Regions from separate parts of the Macaca mulatta genome. Here region 1 is linked to region 2. The links are chromatin contacts, called in public Hi-C maps. All regions are on one chromosome and are shown on one strand. Each heading gives the region's core, a stretch centred on a gene start, on an enhancer-like site or on the middle of the called end of the contact. The rest is flanking DNA. Distances are from core to core; before and after follow the strand shown.

Region 1 (4,516 bases), core at 2,005-4,504, 460 kb before region 2:
AAGAAGATCTTGATTTTCACAATATATTTATCACTAATCTGTATCTTGGGAAAAAAAGAACCTCACTTTAAAAATAAACAAGTTACAAGTAAAGGATGGAAGAAGATATACCCTGCAAATATGAATCACATAAAAACTCAAGGTGTCAAATTAATACCTCACAAAGCACACTTTGTAGTGGAGATTATTACAAGGGACAAAATGGGCCATTACATAATAATCATGAGGTCTGGTCATTTAAAAGTGTGTGGTGCCTCCCTCCCCTCCTCCAACTCTCTCTCTCTCTTGCTCCTGCTTTTGCCATGTGAAGTGCTTGCTCCTGCTTCACCTTTTACCATGAGTAAAAGCTTCCTGAGGCCTCCCCAGAAGCTGTTACCAGAAAGGGGTCCCGATCCAGATCCCAAGAGAGGGTTCCTGAATCTTGCCCAAGAAAGAATTCAAGTTGAGTCTACAGTGCAAAGCAAAAGCAAATTTATTAAGAAAGTAAAGTGGTGAAAGTACAGCTACTTTGTAGACAGAGTAGGGTGTTCCCAAAAATAAGAAAAGGAATGCATCCACCTTAGGTACAATACTCATTTGTATACAGGATAAAAAAGATTATGGGGAGATGTGCTCTGCTACCAGGGTTTGTGATAAAGGATTAATTTTCTTAATTTCTATATTTTACAAGAATCGATATTATGATTTTTAAAGCAAAAGTAGGAATGCTTCTGTTCTCAAGATATCGGGATATCAGGACACTCCTGAGTCAGGGTCTGTTCAGTAGAAACATCTAGAAGCTAGAAATACCTAACTTCCTGAGAATGCAGCCAAGCAAGTCCCAGTCTCATTTTTCCTAGATTTTTCCTATTTTTTCAAGATAGAATTGCGCTGCTTCGAACGCCTCTGACAAATCCAGCGCCATGCTTTCTATACAGCCTGCAGAACCATGAGCTAATTCAAACCTCTTTTCTTTATAAATTACCCAGACTCCAGGTATTTCTTTACAGCAATGCAAGATGGTCTGCATTGCTTAGGAGTCTCATGTTGATTGCAGTGTCCTCAGTGGTTTCTGAAGGAAGGCTAACTTATCTCCCAAATCCTGCTGGTGATTCTGATTTGCTCACAATATGTCTGTGGCTGGTGTAACTTGCATTTTTGTCTCTCTCATCTTGGTCAGAATCTGGTACTCCCTCGCTGACTCAGCCTCAGGCCATGTGTGCTGGCTTCTGCAGACCCCTCTGAATCTGGGCTTCATCCTCCCTTCCACCCCTGACCAGGGTTGTCCACTCCACAGCCTCAGCTGCAGGGTAACCTAGTCCCTATCTCCATATCCTCCAGCCCCCGAACCTTCCTCAGAGAATGCAGCCCCTTGGGGTCTCACCTACAACACAGCAGTAACCAAGATCAGCTCTAGAAAACAAAATCCCTCATTTCTAACCATCTATTTGCCCACTTTGTAGAAGATAGCATGATCCAGTAGACATGGAGAATGTGGTGATTCAAGTAAAATGAATGATCATTACAAAAGCTTATTCCTTGAGAATGTGGAAGGGCATGAGATCCAAGTGAAGGATGTTAAGGAAAAAAATTATTCATGACATTTGTTAAAGAACGGTAAGGCAGACTTTATTCAGGACCATCAGGATAGGTGTAGGGACCACTGCTATGGGGTTTTGCAGTGAAGGGAGAGAAACTGGGTTCCACTCCAAATACAACAACGAGAAGTGGGAATTTATAGCCAAGGAGCAGGGTGGGGAGCAATGGATGGAAAATTACTAAGAGGAAACACCAAGGGTAAGGGGGTATTGTGGCTAAATTGAACTAACAGGATTCTTGGTGAAGGTGGGCCAGGGTGACCAGACATCACCTGGGGGATGAGGAACCTAACTGAGATACTGATGATGGGAAATTCTAACTAAACTAACTTAGCAGGATTCTTGCTAAAATTGCACAATGCAGAGACAAACATGGCAGTCTAAAAGTCCCCTGTCCAGGGCTGTCTTCTCCACAGTCTTGGCTGCAGGGTCACCTAGCCCCTAGCTGGGTTAGGCTTCCTTTATGGCACGATCTTTAGCTCTTGAATCAGTCACTTTCAACATCTGCCCCTCCCCACCCCCATCCTCAGGGAATGCAGCCCCCTGTGGTATCACCTACTTAACAGCAAGAACCAGGATGAGCCTAAACTCTAGCACTCCCTTTGCCAACTTTATAGATAATAAAATACAGATAGAGGAACATGATAATTCAGGTGAAAGCATAACTGCAAAAGATGATCCCTTAAGAAGGTGGAGGGTATAGGATCCAGGTGAAGGGCCTTGTCTCAAGTAGGATCCTGTCACTTCCTCCAGGGAAGCAGCCAAGATTACAAGTGCAGGTCCACTGCTGTTGGGAAGCGGTGCGAGTTCCTCTCTGACTGTTTCTGTTTTCTCAAGGGAAAATCAGTGACTATCATGAGAAAATTGGGTGCTGGTGCTTGTGGAGGGATCTTGTAAGTAGACTAGACAGAGAAGGTACACTTGTGGAGGGTGTACATTGATTGTCTACTTGGCGGGGATTGCCAGGAGAGTAGGGAGGAGGCAGAGAGTTAATAGCTTTGGGTAAGCTGGCTAAGGAAGGTTAAATGGTGAGGAACGCGGTTGTGGTTAGTGGAGAGGTGGCCTCCTTGGGGCTGGGGCTGAAGGCTGTGGATGCTGGGGCATTGGAAGAGGGAGCTGTTAGGACAGGATCGGGTGCTGCCCGTTATGAGAGTGGGGGATGCAAGAAATGGCGGTCTTTCCTGAGGCCCAGGGCGTGACCGCGGGCGGAAGAGACTTAGGTGGGTGGGAGGAGAACCCCCCTAAGGACAGAGAGGCGCAGGCCACGGCCTGGTCAGCCCCGGGGGCGCTGAGGTCGCCGAGGAGGATCAGCGGTGTGAGGGCTGTGAGGAGGACAGGGCATGTACCACTTGAGAAGCGTGTTCAGAGGCTGGCTGGGTGGGAGGAGAATGTCCATGGGATTGGCACAGGTCTCGAACATGGGGCGGCTGGGGCAGTCGCGCAGCAGATCCTGACGCTCAGCGGATCGTCCCTCAGGTGTCAGCTCCCAACAGCAGGGAAGGAAGCCTGCGGCAGACCCAGAGGAGACCGGCGCCAACCTCCCCGGGCTCCGATGCACAGGCCCAGAGCCCGTCAATCCTAGGCCAGCCCCGCCCTCCGGGCTGCGTTTGTCCGGCGGCGCAGGAACTTCCTGCGTGGTTGCTATGGTTCCGAGGGCAGGACGATGCGAGGCTGTCCTGTGCTATGGGAGGCTGCCCTGTACGGTAGGTTCGTCGGGGCCTTTCTTGCCGGTACCTGTTCGTTCTCTGGTCCCCACTGTCATCACGCTTTGCTTTCTCAGCCAAGATCTCGCGGCTCGGGGTGGAAACGCAGCGGAGATGTATTTTCTTCCGGGATTGGTGGCGCTCTCATGACCTGCAGGTGACAGTGTTGCCGGGCGGAGCGGCCCTGCTCGCCTCATGCCCCGCCCTTCTTGCTTAAAAAAAAAATGCCGCGAACCCTTCTCCAAAAGAAAATGCTGGTCCTTTGGTTGTCAGTGCCTTACAAGCCCTGGAGGCGGGGGTGAGGTGGGGATGTAGTCCCTTGCGAAAACTCAGTCAGTGGACAATAGCATTCTGTTTTTCAAATTGGCATTTCTTCGGTGAGGCTGCTAGGTACCCTAGCAACTAGTATTTCTATTTCTCTGATTGGTTTAGTCATCTTTCTCCACGTGATACGAGGGTTCTATGGGCCTTTATCAATGTATTCTTTCATTACAAACGTCTCTGAATCTCATGGTAGAAAACTTGGTTAGACTGTTAAAGCGTAATAAAGGAAGCCAATCTTATCCACAGTCCGATCACCCAGCCGTGACCATTAATCATATTTTGTGATAAATTTCCTTAGATGTTTTTCATTCATAAAGTTGTATTTTAAAAAATGAGATTAACATTGTTTCATAATTTGAACATTCTGCTTTTTAAACTCAGCTTCACACTTTGAAAATTCATTTTCATAGTATTAGTGTGTTTTAAAAAAAAATGCAAAGGTATTGTAAGCTGTTGAAAGTTTCAGTAAAACTTGAGCGCAAAGTACTCAAATACTCAAAATACCATGATCAAAGACAAACATCACCATGCTCCCTAATGAAGGCAGGAGCTGTGGCATGTGTTTGTTTCACTCTTTTATCCTGGCACCTGGAGGAGTGCCTAGCACTTAGTGGATGCTCAATAAACATTGTGAAATAAAATAATATTTATATCCAGTCGTTTTTTTTCTTTATATATAATGAATCATGTCATAATGGAGTGTAATACAGCAGCAGTTTTCTACGTGATTTTTTATTCGGCATTTTGTAGTCAGCATTTGCCTATGACATTAAGATATCTTAAAAATCAGTTTTACTGGCCTCAGCCAGTTCAGTTGACAAAGGCCATTTAGCTGGTTGGTAACAAAGGTTGGTAACAGACTCAGGACAAAGCCCAGATCTTTCCAGGTTCGAGGCTCTTTCTTTCATTTCA
Region 2 (4,470 bases), core at 1,361-3,860:
CAAAAAGCTATGGGACCCCTTGAAGCCCTGCGGGCCATTGAGGCCATTAGGGCCTTTGAGACCCTTCGGCCACCTGTGGTTCCAGAAGCCTGACTCTGATCACTGCTGCCATCCTCTTCCCCATCCAGATGCTTCACCTGCATCAACAGAAGCTCAACATCACCAGATGAAACAGGTGGTCCTTTTCCTCTCCCTATCTCTTCCAGGAAGCACCCGCCAATCCCGTCCCTGTAGTAACAGCCTGACTTAATAGATGTTGGCTATGCTGAACCCTGGGTTTGTTTCTCACTGACTTCCAAGCAAGTGTTTCATCTGCCTAGCAAGCCAGGAGCAAACCAAGGGTGGGTGGAGGCTGAGTCTTCTTCTCTTTCTGTGCCCACTACTGGCTCTGCTTGAACCATCCCTAGAAAAACTGCTTCACCTCTCTGGAACTCAGCTTCCTTCTCTATAAAATTGGGGCTATGAGAATTACTTTCAGGATTTAATGAGATAACCTGCATAAATGTGCTTAGCTCAAGGCCTAACACAGGGCAGCTACTATGTAAATATAAACTGCATTATATTCAGATTGCAGCTATGTGTATTCCTGTCTCATCTCCCCATCAGTCTGCAAGCTCTCTGAAGACAAGAATTACATCACATTACTTTCAGTGCCCCCCACAGCCCTGATGAGCACAGGGATCTTTCTAAATGTTTGTAGAACAAATGAACCAACTGAGAGGAGAGGAGTAGAAAACGAAGGGTGGTGACTGCAGAGGTCTTACCTTTCGGGCTTTCTTGGCTTTGACCTTGGGCCGAGTATCCTGATTCTCCTGAGACTGGGCAGCTGCACTCTCAGGCTCAGGTTCATCTGCTGGGGCCTGAGAGGCAGCAGCCTCAGTCTCCTGGGCCTTAGTATTGACCTTCGTATCAGCCACACAGCTGACCTTTTTGGTCTCGGTGGCAGGCATTGTCACAGCCTGCGGGTCAGCATTCTGTTTCTTGGTGTCAGCTGCTAGACTCTTGTTTTCAGCTGCCAGAACCTGGGTATCAGTCAGCTGAGTAGTAGATGAGGCCTGGGTGGCAGGTGCCTCCTGAGCCTCTGGGGTCTTTGAGACCTCTGTGGCCTTTGGGACCCCAGAGGTTTTTGAGACCTTCACATCCTCTGAGACCTCCGGTGCCTTTGAGGCCTTCGGTGTCTCTGGGACCTCCACATTCTGGGTCACTGTCAATAGAGTCTGCATCATCGAGCTACTGTCCTTTTCTGAAGCTTCAGCCTGCAAGAGGAAGCAGGGAAGTTCACAGACCTTCTCCCCACCCCCAACTAAGCAAATGGTTCCAAAATTCCAAGGCCACACTTCTCTGACCTGTACTCGTACCTGCGGTGTGCTCTGACCACCTCAGCCGAACAAGGCCTCCCTTTCCTCTGAGCAAGAACTGAAGGCAGAAGAGGGGCCCGCCCACCTTCTCTCCCTCCCTCCACTGGGCAGGGGGACACCCAGGCAGGAAAGTAGGTGGAGAAGGACAAGGATGGGAGGGGAAGAGCCAAGGGACTTAGGGCAGCAACAAGGGCTGGAGAGGAAAAGCAGCTGGGGAAAGGACAGAAAGAGGCCTTACCTGGAAGCTAGTTAGACCCGCACCACTCTCGCTTGTGTCAGACATGTCTCAATTTGGCCTGGCAAGAGCTGAGCCTGAAGAGGAGAAGGCCTGGGTCAAGTTGAAGCCCACTGAACGTCCTCTCCCCTGTTGTGCCTGGAGGCTGATCCTTACCTTCCGTAGGTCCCCAATTCCAACCCCCTCCACCACCCACAACGACTCCGTTCTCAGATACAGGAATCCAAAGCTTCTAAGTCTCAATTGTCTGCAGCCGCACCCTCCCCTTCTCCAGGAAGATGTGCCAGCGCGGCAGCTCTGAGGACCCCGCCCCTTTTCCCAGTGCACCCCCCACCCAGCCGCAGGTCGATAGAGCGCATGCGCGTCGGCTGCAGGGCCGTTCTCAGCCCCGCCCGCTTTCCCAGCACGAGCCCTTTCTTTGATGTCCACCGTGCACATGCGCATTCAGCAGCTGGCTCGTCTCAGCGCTGGCCCTTCTCAACACGCCCCTTTCAGCGATACATAGTGCGCATGCGCAATGATCGTGGTCTCAGTCTGGCACTCTGCCCCGACACACGCCCCTCTCCAGGTCCGCAGTACCATTCGGTCCCGCCCCCTGCCCAAGAAGCCTTCCTCCAAAATTGTCGCAGTGTCTGGTGGGCCCGGCCCCTCCCCTACTCACGCCCTACCGAGTCCAGTGTCTCTTGGCCCCGCCCTTCTTCCTAACACGCCCCCCTCCAAACAGGCGCATCTTGGTTCCGCCCCTTCCCTATTACACCCCCTCCTCAAATAAATATTGAGCTAGTGATTCCATCTTGGGCCCGGTCAAACCGGGTCCAGTCCCCTCCCTTCCCAGCCGGATGGATCCGGTACGATCCGATCCTCATGACAGGTTTTCTCCAGATCCCAGAGGGTGCGGCCGACCCCTAGCGGGGCTCTCATCCAAAAGCCCGCCCGGCTGCTCACCTCGTCCTCCTACAATTCCCGAGAGCGTCCACTCACTCCAAGCCCCTCCGAAACTCAGAGACTGCCCTCCCTTCTCTAGGCCGGAAGTGGTCCCGCCCCTTTCCGCCTCCCTAGGGGGCCTCCGTCCCAGCCTGTCTGCCCCTCCCCCGCTCCCTGCTCCTCATTCCTTATGCCCCCCTCCGTATTCCCTTAGCCTGGCTCCTTACTCCCTATTCCCACCTCACATTTTCTATTTACTCCAGAATTCCCTCTTCCCATTCCTTACATCCTCCTCCGTGTTACGATTGCACACCCTGCCCCTCAGTATTCCTTAACCCCTCTCTGCATCCCCATTCTCTTCTCTGGATCACTCCCCCTTAGTGTTCCCCTCCCTCCTTGTATTCCTCGTCCCCCTCCCAACATTCCTGGTTCCCCGTTTTTCTCCCCTCCTCCTCCGCTCGTCTCTGCTCCCAGTCTATACAGCCTACCACTTTCTCAGTCGTCCTCATTGCCTACACACCACTCCAGGTCACCTCTGCTTCAGCTGCAGTGGTGCAGTAAGAATTGCTCATCTGCCTGGCTATGGGTTCGAGGGGTCTGGAACCACTCTATGACCTCCATAAAACCCCAATCTCAACGCACCTCACCTTGTCCTCCAGCGAGTTCGGGATGCGTCTGCCTTCTCTAAGTCCCTCTCGAAGTCTCAGCCTCCTGGACTAGAGCTGCAGACAGCCCAACCCAGCCCAGCCCCTTTCCGCAGCCCCCTGCCACCCCCCCTCGCCTTCCTCGGGGGTGGGGCAATGGGGCCCTGCTCAGGGCTGTCTGACGCCAAAGCCCATGTTTATGCCACTGTACCAGGCTCAGTCTGAAACTCTTCCAACCCAAACCGCCTCCGAAAGAAAGTCATTCATTGAATTTATTTTTATATCTTCATTTTTTCTTATTACAAAGGTAATATGTTGTTGTTTTGTTGTTGTTGTTGTAAAAATTAAAACAATGCAGTAATATATAACATACCAATGAAAGGCCACTCTTATCTCCCAGAAATAACCACTATTAACATTTTGCTATCCAGATTTTTTTTCTATTCGTATACTAATTATTCAGGTTCTCTCTCCGACAAATGGTACACTATACATACCTTCTGTTCTGCGACCTGTTTTTTTCCAGTTATATATAAAAAATCTTTCCGTTAGTGCACATTTTTCTAAACAGTTGCATGATCTTTTCTTGTATAGATGTCCCATAATTTATTGAACCAGTCCAGTACACATGTACATTTAGATTGTTTGGGGCACTTTTTTTTTATTTAGGGTATTTTTTGCTAGCTCAAATGCTACAAAAACGTCTTCCATTTTGATAACAAAAGATACAAAATTTGTCAACTTACTCCTAAAAAGTACATGGAATAACGTTCCCACCAGCAATGTCTCTCGTGTACGTGTCACATATTACAAATATTTTTCATGTTATTTATGATAATTTTTGCCAAACAAAAATGTTTAATTATTATGTAGTCAAATATATCCATTTTTCCTTCATCACAACTGGATCCTGCTGCTTGCTTAAAGATGCTTTTCATGTTCCTATAACAATCCCCGTTTTTTTTTCCTTGAAGCACTTTTGTGGCTTTATTATTTACATTTAGATGTTTGATCATTTCAAAATTTATTTTCTATACGGATTCAGCTTGATTACTCTCCAAAATCATAGTCTCTTACCCCTACATCATGTGCAAACTAATCCATCTTTTCCCTCTCTGCTTTGAAATGGCACCTCTATCACATAATAAATTCACATAAGCAATTGGATCTATTCAAGAAAACAAAATAAGATGTAAAATAATAGGAAGTAGACAAATCATCATTAATTACTGGATATATAAATGCAGACCTGGAAAACCCAAGAGCATCAACTAAAAAGTTATTAGAAACCATAATAAAATTCAGCACA

The links. A called contact is a pair of places that touch in the nucleus more often than the background predicts.
Region 1: a contact with region 2 is called in a Hi-C map of fetal cortex germinal zone, with 2.8 times the contacts expected there. The contact joins the promoter of VCF2 here to the promoter of MAGED2 in region 2. A contact is called at or near these places in 2 of 14 Hi-C or Micro-C datasets (fetal cortex germinal zone and liver).

Annotation. Positions count from the first base shown.
Region 1 is chrX:55,102,256-55,106,771 of T2T-MMU8v2.0, reverse strand. VCF2 (VCP nuclear cofactor family member 2) reads left to right here and starts at 3,254. Exons shown (of 3, transcript NM_001261522.1): 1 at 3,254-3,280. The coding sequence starts at 3,261. The region is part of intron 1 of ALAS2 (5'-aminolevulinate synthase 2); the gene reads left to right.
Region 2 is chrX:54,645,639-54,650,108 of T2T-MMU8v2.0, reverse strand. MAGED2 (MAGE family member D2) reads right to left here and starts at 2,610. Exons shown (of 12, transcript NM_001257614.1): 1 at 2,539-2,610; 2 at 1,597-1,670; 3 at 765-1,256; 4 at 1-137. The coding sequence starts at 1,641.